Linked DNA regions of Mus musculus: regions 1, 3 and 4 are each linked to region 2. A link is a contact called in public promoter capture Hi-C data. All regions are on one chromosome and are shown on one strand. Each heading gives the region's core, a stretch centred on a gene start, on an enhancer-like site or on the middle of the called end of the contact. The rest is flanking DNA. Distances are from core to core; before and after follow the strand shown.

The links. Promoter capture Hi-C pulls out the DNA fragments that hold promoters and counts their contacts. Capture Hi-C pulls out chosen DNA fragments and counts their contacts.
Region 1: a contact with region 2 is called in a promoter capture Hi-C map of pre-B cells, with 2.9 times the contacts expected there. The contact joins the promoter of Eif2s3x here to the promoter of Pdk3 in region 2. A contact is called at or near these places in 1 of 39 promoter capture datasets (pre-B cells) and 1 of 484 Hi-C or Micro-C datasets (liver).
Region 3: a contact with region 2 is called in a promoter capture Hi-C map of neutrophils, with 4 times the contacts expected there. The contact joins the promoter of Klhl15 here to the promoter of Pdk3 in region 2. A contact is called at or near these places in 2 of 39 promoter capture datasets (neutrophils and pre-B cells) and 1 of 484 Hi-C or Micro-C datasets (embryonic stem cells).
Region 4: a contact with region 2 is called in a promoter capture Hi-C map of adipose tissue. The contact joins the promoter of Zfx here to the promoter of Pdk3 in region 2. A contact is called at or near these places in 2 of 39 promoter capture datasets (the C10 cell line and pre-B cells), 3 of 484 Hi-C or Micro-C datasets (CD4 T cells and embryonic stem cells), 1 of 115 datasets of contacts at active chromatin or transcription factors (microglia) and 1 of 9 other capture datasets (adipose tissue).

What each region holds. Positions count from the first base shown.
Region 1 is chrX:94,210,608-94,214,075 of GRCm38.p6, reverse strand. Eif2s3x (eukaryotic translation initiation factor 2, subunit 3, structural gene X-linked) reads left to right here and starts at 1,425. Exons shown (of 12, transcript NM_012010.3): 1 at 1,425-1,511; 2 at 2,294-2,357. The coding sequence starts at 1,443.
Region 2 is chrX:93,830,618-93,833,815 of GRCm38.p6, reverse strand. Pdk3 (pyruvate dehydrogenase kinase, isoenzyme 3) reads left to right here and starts at 1,666. Exons shown (of 12, transcript NM_145630.3): 1 at 1,666-1,969. The coding sequence starts at 1,864.
Region 3 is chrX:94,233,677-94,237,327 of GRCm38.p6, reverse strand. Klhl15 (kelch-like 15) reads right to left here and starts at 2,398. Exons shown (of 3, transcript NM_001039061.1): 1 at 1,908-2,398.
Region 4 is chrX:94,122,047-94,125,390 of GRCm38.p6, reverse strand. Zfx (zinc finger protein X-linked) reads left to right here and starts at 1,984. Exons shown (of 9, transcript NM_001044386.1): 1 at 1,984-2,323. It overlaps Gm46691 (a long non-coding RNA gene), which reads left to right. Exons shown (of 2, transcript XR_001782847.1): 2 at 1-142.

The sequences.
Region 1 (3,468 bases), core at 176-2,675, 380 kb before region 2:
GTTAAAGCCAGGCGTGGTGGCGCACGCCTTTAGTCCCAGCACTTGGGAGGCAGAGGCAGGTGGATTTCTGAGTTCGAGGCCAGCCTGGTCTACAGAGTGAGTTCCAGGACAGCCAGGGCTATACAGAGAAACCCTGTCTCGAAAAACCAAAAAAAAAAAAAAAAAAAAAAAAAAAGGTAAAGTCAAATAAAATACCTTTACTAGATTAGAATACACTACATTTTAGCATTTTGGTTTCTACCATTATTTTTTTTAAGATTATTTATCATATGTATGTGAATATGCTGTCACCGTCTTCAGACACACCAGAAGAGGGCACTCTATCTCATTACAGATGGTTGTGAGTCACCATGTGGTTGCTGGGAATTGAACTCAGGACCTCTGGAAAGGCAGTCAGTCAGTGCTCTTAGCCTCTGAGCCATCTCTCCAGCACCCTGCCACTACTTAAGAACTATGTCCTTAGCCTTAATTTTAAGACAGCGTCCTTATACACAGCCCAGGTTAGCCAGTTCGTGTTTCTGCCTCTTGAGTGCGGAGATTACGTAGGAGCCAGCACTCACATTAAACATCACTTATTTTTAACACAAGAGGAAAAATAAGATGTCTAATGGAGGGTTTCCAAGATTCAGCTTCAGAAAAAAAAAAGTCTGTGGACACCCGGCTTCCAGGCTACATTCACGCGGATACAGACTAATGTCACCATACACCATCTCACTGGCCTTAGAAATTTCTCTAGCGATCAAGGGGTAGGGGAGGTGAGGGGCGGGGGCGAGGTCGGAGAGGACTGGACTCTTCCTCCATCATCTCATCCTCGAACCCTTCCCCAGATCTCCGCGCGAGGGCGCTCTGTGCGAGCTCGCTGGGGACCGCTCCGGTCGAGCGTGGCCAGCCTAGCACGCGGTGCGGTCCAGAGCTCCGGCAAGGCGGAAGAGAACGCCGAGCTGATATAGCTCTATCGCTTTAGTAGATTATAGAAATGGGGAAAACAAATAAATCAATGGAATCAAACAAAAGAGACATTTCTGATTTACACCCAAATGTAAAGACGCCGGCAAGTCTTTTCGGCCAGCTCCCAGCCCCCGCCTCCAAAAGGAAACGGAAATGATTTCTCCGTTCTGAGCTGCGCAGTGTCACATCGATAACCTTCCCCTCGAGGGGCCTTTCCTGGGGCTGCCCTGAGTCTTGCCTGCACAGAAATCCAACAGGACCGAGACGGATACGTTCTGAAACTTTGTATCCTGTTTTCGAGTCAGGTCGCCCGGCGTTCCTGCGCAAATTCAAACAGAGAGAAGTCCGAGCAGTCAGGTCAGTGCTGCATTCGCCATCATTTTCATCAGGTCTATGCCGCAGTCCGCCTTCCCGCCGCTTCCCCTTCGCTCCGCCCAAGGGGCCTACGGTATGTCAGGCGGCTGCCGAGCATTTTCCTTTTCTCTCCGAGCAAGATGGCTGGGGGTGAGGGTGGAGTGACTCTCGGTCAGCCCCATCTTTCCCGACAGGATCTCGCCACATTGGTAGGCCCTGGCTTTGCGGCGGGAGCAGCCCAGTGATCTTGGGGGGTGGGAATGGAGCATCGGAGGGCCTGGAGATGAGGTGGTTCCTGGGTGGCTGGAGCGTGGGCTGAAGGAGCCATCCTAGAGCTGGGCCAGCTAAAGCCTTAGCGTCCAAGGCGTGCGTGCCAGCTCTACCGCCAGTACCTTGTCTAGTCCCCAAACTGGGGAACGATTGTGAGACTTGGAATTCCTGGAGTTAAGCTTTGTTAATAAACAGAATGGAGATGATTAATATAGCGTAGAGTGTATGCTTAGCATCCACGCAGCCCTGAGTTCCATCCGGAGAGGCGCACGCCTGTAATCCTAGCACTTAGGAGATGAAAATAGGAAGATTAGAAGATAAAGGACATTTTTGGCTCTATATCTGGTTGGAGGCCAGTATGAGACTAACGAGACTGTTAAAAAGTTGTTAAGGTTTAAGTCTGTAAAGGATTGGAAATTGGACTATACTGTTCACTGTGTTAGACATTTGAGGACTTGTTATGACTCCAGTATTTGGTGGCCTTTCATCGCCAGACCTCTCTTAGTGAGTGGACTTGTCTTAGTGTGACAATGACACTATAGTCATTATAGTCTTCCCAGTCTTAACAGCATGTTGCCGGCGGGGGGGGGGGGGGGGGGGGGGGCTTTAGCAGGAGAAGAGAGCTGTTCATACGGAGCATACAGTTGTACCCGAGGAATATAAAGTCAAGGGAAAACTTGTGGTTTGTATTGATTATATTTTACAATATATTTCTTTTCAGGATGTTACCAAGTTGACACCACTTTCACATGAAGTTATCAGCAGACAAGCTACAATTAATATTGGTAAGATAGCTTGAAGACTTACTTGACTTACAAGTAATTTTAACCCTTTCTTTTATGTAATTCATTGAGTAATGTGGACATTTATTTGGAAATTGTCCTGAGTAGGTCAGTGTGTCAAAAGAATGCTGTGGTACCCTTACTAACAAAATATTGCTACTTTTTTTTTTTTGAGATATGTATGAAAGAAAAGTTTCATAGTCCAAGGTAGTATGTAATCATAGAGTAGTGAATTATGAGGTACAAATGCACTTTGCTGCCATACGGGATAGTTTATGGCAGTTTTATTTGATATATAAGCTATAATTAAGTCCACTTCTTTCCTCCCCCTTAATTGGCGCCTAGAACTGTTGAGGTATGAATTGGTATTGCTTGAGTATGAATAGGGTATGGTTGGGTTTTTGATGTTGGATTTGGGGAGGAAGTGAGACAGGCTTGCTATGTGTTCCGGCTAGCTATTCTAGGGAGACTGCCTAGCTTGGCATTCACTATGAAGTCTGGGCTGACTTTTAAGTCAAGGCAATCCTTCTCCTCAGACTTCTGAATACAAGGGTTATGAGTGTGTTGTATCAGAGTTTGTCTAATATGACAGTATGATGGCTGTGTGCTTGACATCTTTGGTGTTTTTGTTTTGTTTCGGGGGTGATTTTAGGGGTTTTGTTGTTGTTTTGAACTAGTAGAAGAGTATGTAAATGAATAATTTTTCAGTCAGGATAACAACATTTCAAGTGAACATTTAAACATATTTAATTTTTGTTTGAGATAAGGTCTGTCTACATAGCCCTGGCTGTCCAGGAACTCACTTTGTAGACCAAGCTAAGCTTAAACTCAGAGTTGAAGTGAGTTCTTAGACTGCCTCTGCTCCCCAGGAGCTGGGACTACTCTTTTAAATTTTATTGCATCTCTCCGCATTGTCCAGGCTGGCCTCAAATCCTGCTTCTTACTCCCAAGTATATACTCTACTAAAACTGGTCTGAGAAGCTTGGTTTTTTTCGAGACAGGGTTTCTCTGGCTGTCCTGGACCTCACTCTGTAGACCAGGCTGGCCTTGAACTCAGAAATCCGCCTGCCTCTGCCTCCCAAGTGCTGAGATTGAAGGCGTGCACCACCACCGC
Region 2 (3,198 bases), core at 417-2,916:
ATGAGTAGACAACCTTAGGCCACTCCTTTTTGTCTGCCCACACACTCCCAACTGCAGTCAGTGTTCTGCTGTGTTGGTAAAACTGCCCTTTCCAAAGGGTGTTGCTAAGTCTCTTTAGGCTTTGCTTCGAATGGAAAAGGCAAAGTAGCCCAGGTATGTTATGTTGTACCTAAAAATCTGGAAATGTGGGAAGAGCACAGGACGTCTCTGAAGGCACGTGCTGTTTTTCTTTCAATTCAAAGAGCAGAAGCCCAACAGTTTCATAAAGCAAAGAGGCGCTACATAGCCAAATGAAGGCATGAAACTTTCCACTAATAATCAGACCAAGAAGAACTTTTACCTTTTTTTTTTCTAGTTGAGCTTTACACATTAACAAAAATTAATGTTTTGTGGTAACAGTTAAAAGCAAGCAGTAGTTCCTATATCCACATTAGGAAATACTGATTTCATATACTGAGCCATGAATTTAAGCTCACTGTCATAGAAAGACAATCTAGCACAATGTAATATATAGATTCCTGCACCAAAGTGGTAGTAGTGGTGAAACTGAGTCAGGGTTTTGTGATGGGGAGGGGTTGTGAAAGACACTGGTCAGTGGCTCTAATTTTTTTCCCTTCGTTGTTTTTTTTTGTTTGTTTGTTTTTTGGTTTTTTTGTTGTTGTTTTTTTTTTGTTTTTTTTTTTTTTTTTTTTTTGAGACAGGGTTTCTCTGTGTAGCCCTGGCTGTCCTGGAACTCACTTTGTAGACCAGGCTGGCCTCGAACTCAGAAATCTGCCTGCCTCTGCCTCGTGAGTGCTGGGATTAAAGGTGTGTGCCACCACGTCCGGCTCAGTGGCTCTAATTTGAGCCTTTCCAATGGATGTGTATGTTTGGGCAATTAAATATTTGTTACTAATCCCGACAACTGTCTCGGGGCAAGTGGATCTAGGTTCATGGAAACCAAGTGTTAATGACCTTCGTTTGTAATGGATTCCTTCAAAGGTCTTAGTGGTGAGAGAGGCATGAAACAGTGATCTAAGGATGCTGTTATTGGCCCAGTTGGTAAAGAGGGGTCTAGGACCAGGAACCACAGCCAGTGACGTAACAATACTGTTTTGTAACAATCCTGTCCAAAGGTATTCACCCGGAGTGAAGGTGGGCAGTCAGTGAGTAGAGCTTCCGAGGACAGGTTAATTGCTAATATACTGAATCCTGTCGCGTGTAATGTTTGTGTGTGTAGGGGGAGGTGGGGGTGGGACCAGTAGCTTCCACTTAATTCTGTAATTAATTGTTGGAAGCGTAGGACCACATGGAACAACTTAAAGCTGAGGAGTCAGCAGATCTGAGGAGGGCCTTCCGGAAGAGGGGCCTCGGGTTGGGGAGGTCTAGAGCCCCTAAAAATAGCTCAGGCGTGGGCTCCCAATGGCCTTCAAGTCTCGGAGCACTTCTCAAGACTTGATCCGGGGCGGGACCTGCAGGAACGGAGCTGGCTGGTACCAGCCCGAGACCCAGGAGGTTTGTGTGCGTGTTACCGGGGCTTTAAGGAAGCTTAGGCGGCGGCGGCAGCCAATCAGCAGCGCGCGCGTGCAGCCGCGTACCCCTTAGCGCCCCTCACATCCCACGCGCGCCGCGTACGTGCGGCGGCAGATCCCGCCTTTTTCAGGCGGGGCTTGGGAAGCCGCGGGCAGCCGGCCACGGCCGCCCAACTGCTGCCCGGTACTTGTGTAGGTGTCGCGGCAGGCGAGCAGCTGCTGGCGCCAAGGCCGAGCCCCAGGTAGAGGTAAAGCCCCGCCGGCGCCGCCTCCTCCTCGCGGCTAGGCGGCGGTGACCGCCTCGGCTCCGGTCCCGGACGGCTCGGCGGATCTGCACACTGCTCTAGTGAGGATGCGGCTCTTCTACCGGCTGCTCAAGCAGCCGGTCCCCAAGCAGATCGAGCGCTACTCCCGCTTCTCCCCGTCGCCACTGTCTATCAAACAGTTCCTGGACTTCGGTAAGTCTGACTCCTTGGAGCCACCTCCAAGGCCCCACGGGAGTGAGGGAGACGCCATCCTTGTCCTGCCCGTAGTTGGGGCTCTTACTTAAGCTTCTGGGCAAATTCCGTGAGAAGCTCCGGGAGGGGTGATGGGGATGCATGCCTGAGGGCCCTCCTGGGGCATAGGTTTCGGGTTTCGGGAAGTGGAGGGGCAGGGCCTGACACCCTCACGCCCAGCTTCGTCCAAGGACCCTCATTCCACTCAGAACTCTCCAGCTATTCATTACGAGCTTCAAATCTACTTGACTCAAACCGCACTCTCCTGAAAACTTCAGAAAGAGAACTCGTAAACGTTTTTATTTTTAGGCGTTTTTAATGGTTGTGTAAGATGTGTTTAGAAACACCTTGAGGTTGAGTAAATCACGTAGTGGCGTTTTGTTCAAAATTTTCTGCTGAAAGGTGTTGGGTAGCCTTGAGTGGCAGGACCTGAACGCCATCATTATGATTCTGACTTCAAAGCAGTCAGAGTCTTGGGTAAGAGCTGACCTGTGGGCTCCTGGCTACAAAGCAGGGGTTCTAGGACAACTCCAGCCTAAGTGTGAGCACCTTTCCTTACACCCTTTTGGCAGCTGGGCTAGTACTTCATTTTACATGGATTGGGATGGGAATGGAGAGGACCCCCAATAAAGTCTGAGGCCTACTTAGATGGGAATAGGTTCTGCCACCTTCCATGAACTGATCAATTATGTTTCCCCCAGAGAATGTCATTCTAACTCCAGCAGGCCGAATGCGGTTATGAAACACCTGAAATAAAACAAATATGGAACTCAGCATCCCCCCAAGGAAACTCAAGATGACTTAGGCTCTCAAAGCCTAGATCTGTTGAATTCATATGATTTAAATGTCATGGGATGGTATCAGTTGGATATAAAAATGCAAAATAGGTACAACCTTCTGGGAGGACCAGATATGCAAAATATGGTGTTGTCTATATTTGGGGGAGCAACACAGGGGATGGAAAGAGGTACAGGTTAGAGGTTGAAGCTGATGCCAAATTAAGTTTTAGAAGCTAAGTTACCAAAGATAGATGATGAAAATCTAAGGTGAGGGTGAAGTTGGCCTTTGCATCTTAAGTTTCATTTTCAAAAGCTTTTCAGTAGTTGGACTCTACTCCCTCTGGCTATGTGTAGAATTTATGTATTTATTCTTAAACATTTTATCTATGCACGAACTTGTTTGTGTGGCCA
Region 3 (3,651 bases), core at 1,149-3,648, 400 kb before region 2:
AGAGTCATTGTCCTCATGTAACATTCAGTCCCCAAACCTGACCATAGGCCACCAACATCACAGGGACAGAGCTAAAATCAGGGGGAAACTGTTAAAGGAACTAAAATATAACATCTTTTCCTTTCTCCCATCTCTCTTGACTTGTCATGATATGTTTCTACTTGTTGGTATATGTTGTCCTAAATAAAGAAAAATAAAAATTTTCAATTCTTAGCACAAATTCTACCATTATTTATATTGTGCGATGCTGGTTTACACACATCATTAAACCAAGTCTAAAGCCTGGCTTCTGAACATCCATGAAGCCAGTCAAGTCAGCCTTGGCTCCATGATAACCCACAGCAAGGCAGAGAGGTCAAACTCAGAAATGCTCAGTAAAGTAGTGATCTGTGAAAATTATCTTCAGAACAAGGGATAAAGCCAAAATATAAAAGCAGTCACTTTAAAGCTGGCTGTTCCTTTTCCAACCTAATCTGTCTTTTTAAAAAATACACAAGCATACTGTGAAAGACCACTGGCATCAGACCAGGGAATTAAAATTTTAACATCTACTCAGAAAAAAAAAGAAGACTAAAAATAATATACTCCAAAATGCTCCTTTCGCTTTTAATTGACTATTATAAGCCAAAACATTCTACAGTTTTGAAACTCTAGAAAGTAAATTCTATTTTCGAGCCACAAATATTTACTATCTTATTTCTTGCCAATTAACAGGTAGTAAAGAGTATTAACATCCTTTACCACTGATGAAATGGGACTCAAAGCACCTACTAAGTGCTGTGATTAAAAACAAGAACTGAATTCCTCAAATATTGCATGAAGTGCTAACAAGTTGAAATTCCCTGTACATTGCTGGATCTACTGAGCATTAGAGAAACATGGATGCATGTGTAAGCTCTTGAAAAACCATTTTCAAATGATTAGAAGTATTCAGTCATCCTGTTCTGTAGATACGAAAAGCAAACACTGAAATTAAAAAACACACACGCTTTTAAAATGACAACAGTAAATCAGATTGACAAAGGAAGTGAACCTCTTAAAAATAAAAAAGACTAAATAAATATAAGGTGTTAAATATTCTGAATAAGAAAGGGGGCTGAGAGGCCTAGAAAGATGAAAAGCCCTACAGTAACATTAAATTTGAATTAAAGGATACCGTTATTTAAATAAGCAGTTGGCATTTTGTAGAGGGAAGGCCAACGAACACTGACTATTAAACAGCTATCCATCACTGCGCTGTTCTGCTAGTCCTTATTTACTTATAATATAGAAATGAAGAGGCAGCAACAGTTAGCCACATTAACCACTCAAGCAAAGGTTACCTAAAGAAAATGACCTTACATTTTCCTACACCACTATACAGCTATAGATTATTTTCACATATATGACCTCATATAGTCCTCACTACCTCTCTGATGTGGCTATTATCGACTACACCGCATAGATAAGAAACTGAGGCTCCGTCCGAGATCTCCTCAGTGCGAGATTTTCTCAGTCGCCCAGTCGGACCCAGACATTCTGATTATGCCGCACGCATTATGCCGCACATTTCGCATAGTTCTATTTAAGGCACAAACAGGATTTTTAAAGGGAAGGAACCGGTTAAGGGGGAAATAATCATGGTACCTGCAGCTCTATGCTGCAAAAAATGGCTGAATTATGCTTCTTCCTTTTTTTCTCCTCTCTCTCTCTCTCTCTCTCTCTCTCTCTCTCTCTCTCCCCCCTCCCACCAGAAAAAAATTTACATTTCAAACAATTTAAGTAAACTCAAAAGACAAATTAGCTCCCAGCATCTACAAAATGTTTGAGTGCGGCCAGTGCGGTGAGGGCCACGGAACCCGTGCCTTCCTCGGGGCCGCGAGCAAAGCCTGGGCTCCGCAGGCCGGCGGCCAGGGGCGGCTACGCACCTCGGGGGTCCTGTCCAGCCTCTAGTGGACGGCAGTCTGCATCAGGAAGAAGTGGGCCAGTGGCCGAACGGTGGGAGGGTCGGGCGCCGGGATGGACCGCGATAGCTCCTCGAACCTCTACAAGGGGCCGCTCCCTGGCCGGGCCGGAGCGCTCCGGCGCCGGGCGAGCTCGCAAGCCCGAGGCCCCCCGAGAAACAGTCCTGGGAAAGAAGACAGCGGTTGAGTGGCGAGTCCAAACAGTTGGGCTAGGCGTGACGCGCGCGGCGTCGGGGCCGGGGCCCAGCCTCGCCAATACCGGGGGATGTCGCGGCACTGCACGGGGCTCGGCTGGAGAGGCGACTCAGGACCACCAACTGGGGGACAGCTGAGGGGGCCGAGGGCAACAGAAACGCCAGCGGGAACCACATACACGACGGCGTCTCCGGGTTTCTGCCCCCAAAGCGCGCGGAGCCTCGGGATCACCCACGCCGGGGGTGGAGGAAAGCGGGAAAGGGGCGGGAAAGGGGCGGGGCGTGAGAGGGCCACGAGCCAGGGGCCGCTCCGGGCCTCGCGCCCCCTGCGGGCCGAGGGAGCCGCCCGGGGCCCGCCCAGGGGGGCGGGGCCCACGGGCTAGGGGCCCGGGCCAGGGTCTCGAGGACGCAGAGCCGAGCCTGTCCCCGAGAGAGGGCGGGGACTGGAAGCCGTGGGTTAGGGAGCAGGCCTGGGAGGCCCCCTTAGCCCCTGAAGGCGCCCCGTGGGGGCCGGCGCGCCGCCTGGCGGGTGTTTACCTTCCCCCTGGTTGAACGCCAATGCCGCCATCTTTCAGCCCAGGCGCGTCACTTCCGGCGCCACGGAACGGGAGCCGGTGTGGGAACCGGGTAGAGGGAGGGTTGTCCCACGCCAGCTGCGCGCCTTGCCCCAGAGGCGGGCCTGCTACTGTAGTGGGGTTGGGGGGTGACGCGGCGGGGCCGGGGCCAGAGAGAAAGGAGGTAGAGGGGCTCTGCAGGAGGGATCCGCTGAGGTTGACCCTCAGAGCCCTGCCGTCGAGGCTGGAGAGACTCGGCCGTGCACTTCCACCCCTGCAGCAGGGTCACTCCGCCTGGCCCGGAGGTGGGCCCCGTGGCGCTGCAGCGAACACACAGTGCGCAAGTTGAGGGCTAGGAAACCTGGAAAATTCCATTTTTGCATCTTGCACACCGTCGGATGAGGGGAGTTTTGCCAATGGTACCTGTTATAAAAGTGACTAGGTGGACGCCAAATGGCAATCATTTTTTATAAGGCAATTTGCAATGAATCATTGCGTCACGGTTCCACTTAGCTTATCGCATGCAAATTACATGTTTCACATGCAAATTTCCCAGAGATGGAAAGAGTCATCGAAAATGGCATTATCTTCACCAAAGGTAGAAAAGTACGAGCTAAAAAAGCGGGTTTGTTTTGCATCAAAATAGGCAAGAAGGAATATACAGAAGGCACCAATTTCAGTTGTTCCTTGAGGAGGGGTCTGTTTGTTTTACAAATCTGCTCTAGAATTCTAGGTCATGGCTTTTAAATACTACCCTTACTTGATTTAAGAAAATGGAAATACACTGTAAGACTTTTGTAAATTTATTATATATCTCTGTAAGAGAGCTGTAGATGACAAATACACAGTTGAAGCCACTGGTTCTACGACCAGTTAAAAATTAAGACAACCGTTAACCATTTCTGATCTTAACAGATCTCTTTGCTTCCCCTGTCTCTAGCTCCACCACCGAAGCCCATC
Region 4 (3,344 bases), core at 735-3,234, 290 kb before region 2:
CTGGCTGCTGAGATTAAAGGCATGTGCCACCCCTGATCTTTTCTCATTTCCCAACTTAAAGTACTCTTGCTTAATTTTATTTTATGTCGATACAGCCTGTATCATAGCCCGAATTTCCTATAAATGATGAAGATGTCATTTATATTTGAAAGACATTTGTTTGTTTGTTTGTTTGTTTTTCCAGCCAGGGTTTCTCTGTGTAGCCCTGGCTGTCCTGGAACTCCCTTTGTAGACCAGGCTGGTCTCAAACTCAGAAATCGACCTGCCTCTGCCTCCCAAGTGCTGGGATTAAAGGCATGCGCCACCATTGCCCAGCGACTTTTTTTTTTTGATGGCAGGAAGCTAAAACCCCATAAGAAAATGACTGATTACTAGCTAGATCTACTAGATTTCTAGTAGATCTGAGCGGAAAATGAAGGAACACTTTACAGATTTATGCCATCTTCTCCCATTGTCCATGCTAATTTCTGTTCTTAGTATAGGTTCTACCTAAGAGAGCACACACACACACATACACACCACACCACACCACACACGCACGCGCGCTCACATTAAGTAGAGGCCCTTAGGTGTGTGTGTGTGTGTGACAGAATCTCACTGAATATACCACAGTCTGGCCTGAAACTTGCCAAAATCCTTTTTGGATTGTGGACATTACAGGTTTGAGTTATCATGCCTGTCTCCCTTTTAAAAACAATTTTATGATTGTAAGCTGATGAAACAATTTACATTCTTAGAATATGTTTAAAGACACCTCACCCCAGTTTGCAATTTGCTTTATCCTTTTTGTTCTTTAAAGATGTCTTAACTATGGGAAAACAGCTATCAACACTGTCTACCAATATGTCAAGCTGGGTGTCTGAGCACACGTCTGTGATCCCAGCACTTGGGAGGCCGAGGCAAGAAATTGGCTATATCCCGAAATATCCACTGTCTTATGTCCCCCAGTACACCACAAAAAGTTCTATCATGTTAGAGTCTACAGTAATGTACAAACTATATAGTTTAATGTTTTTCGGTGGTAGTGGCCCATGCCTTTAATCTTAGCGCTTGGGAGGCAGAGGCGGGTAGATCTCTTGAGTTCAGCCTTGTCTACAAAGTTAAGTTTCAGGACAGCTAGGACTACTCAGAGAAACCCTGTCTGGCAAAAAAAAAATGCCACATAGTGATCTGGATTGAGAAAAACACAAAACTCCTATTTTTAAGTTTATAAATATTTTGTTGAATCAGATACTTTCACTTCTTTATCTTCTTAAAGTTTAAGAGACTTAAGAATTTTATTTAAAAAAATCTCGATAATTGTAGAGTGTTATAGCATTATTACATACATAAAAGTTATGATCCATAGACTTCCAGTGTAACACACGTGTAGTTTCTATAGCACTAAAAATCTCTATTCTCTGCAGTGTGCTAAAGGCTTCAAAATGTACCTAACCCCCCCCCCCATAAAAAGAGACCAATTTGGCTTCCCGACAGAAAGCTTATTTATTAAAAAAAAAATTACCGGGTTTGGTTGTTATTCTAGGTACCCCCCCAACACTCTGCCTGCACCATTCAAATTGGCAAGGCCATTTTCATTTTGTTTCAAAGTTGTTTTTTTTTTTTTTTTTTTTTTTAAAGGGAAGGCAGGGGACGGCGAGGGTTGCTAAATTTATCTTCATCCCCAGGCACCGGGGATGAAAACACACACACACCGCACACACACACATTTACGGCGGGAGGGGGGTCTGCGGGCCTGCAAACAACTCGAGCCACCGCCTCAGGCCGGGACCCTCGCGGAGAGGCGGTAGGTGTCCCCGAAGGCCCCCGGGGGGTGGCCGCGGCCCACAAACATGGTGGGGGGTGGCCCGGGCCTCCCGCCTCTCGACGGTGTCGGTGGGCCACGGCCTCGTGCGGATTTTACAGCCGAGGCGGCGGCGGCGGCGCGTGTGTGGCGGCGGTGGCGGGCGGGAGCGCGGAGGTGGAAAGAAGGGGGGCGCTGTCACGGAAACTCGGGCCGCCGGAGACCCCGCCGCAGCGAGGCCACTGGGCTCCCCGGTTGCGGGGCGTGAAGGGCGCCAACCCGGGGCGTCAGCGGGACCCACCGGGCGGAGGAGGGGGCCCAGCTACCCTTCCGCATTTTCCTGGGTCTCTCTCCCCGGCGGTGACGTGACGTGCTGACGGCGGGCCCGTGCCGGGGAGCTGGGCCGCTTTTTGTCAGCTCCGAGCTCGGCCCCTCCTCCCTCCCTCCGCCCGCCCCACCAGCCGGAGCCCGGCCCAGTGCTCCAGAGAAAGGCCGGCCTGCAGCACCCGCCACCGTCGCCGACCGCCGCACGACCGTCCGGTGAGTCCGGGGCGCCACTGCGGCCGTAGGGCCTGGTGCGCGCGCGGCGGCCTGCTCTCGGCCTGCTCGGCGGCCCGCAAGGCGCCCTCCCGCGCTAGGCCGGGCGGCGTGGCGCGCGACGCCGAGCAGGCCCCGAGGAGGCCGCAGTTAGGCCCGGGGTGGCGCCCGGGCGCTCAGAACGGCGGTCGAGGCGCGTTCTGGAAACGGGCGGGGACCGGGGCAGTGCCGCCCGGCGGTTGGGGAGGCGGCTGAGGGGTCCCGGGTGGGCGACGTGGCCGACCCGGGGCACCGTGCGGGGGCGAGGCCTGGCGAGGAGGCTAAGGCTGCAGGCATGAGGTGAAGGCCGCAGGCCGGCCCGGCCGATTTTCGCTATGTAAATATCGGCGAGGGGGGGGGGAAGAGGGACGGGGGACAAGATGGCGGCCGGCCGGCGCCTGCTGCAGGCTACGACGGAGGGGGTTGCCGGGAGGGGGAGCCGCCATTTTGAAGGCGGCGTCTGAGGAGAAAATTCCGCTACAGCCCGTGAGGGGGGGTGTGAGAGCGGGCCGCGGCGGCGCTAGCTACGGGGACCGGAGCCCGGGCGCGGCGTCGAGTGTGCGCGCAGGGGCGTGTTCGCTCCCCATGGCGGCCATTGCCCTCGTCGCCATGATGAGCACTTGGATCCCAGGCGCTTGGCGGCAGCGCCACCTTCCTGCCCAGCCTCCCACAGCCCCGTGACTGGCTGCTGTTTCCGCTGTGTTTCAGTTGAGCTGCCGCAGGCGGCCATCGCGGCCGTCTTGGCGCTGGAGCCACCTCATCTGTATGGCCCCGGGGCTCCGAGCCTTTTCCCGGCGCTTTGCTGCCGCTTCAGGGTGATCTGCCGCGGTGGCAGTAGTGGAGCCGGAGACATTTTCTTAGGACTTTATTTTCTCAGAGGTAGATAGACGTGGCCGTTAGGGTGACCCTGGTGCGGTGCTTCTCCGCCAATCGTTGCTTTCACGACTCTGTGAATAAAGAAAGAAAAGTGATGGGAAAGTTCTCA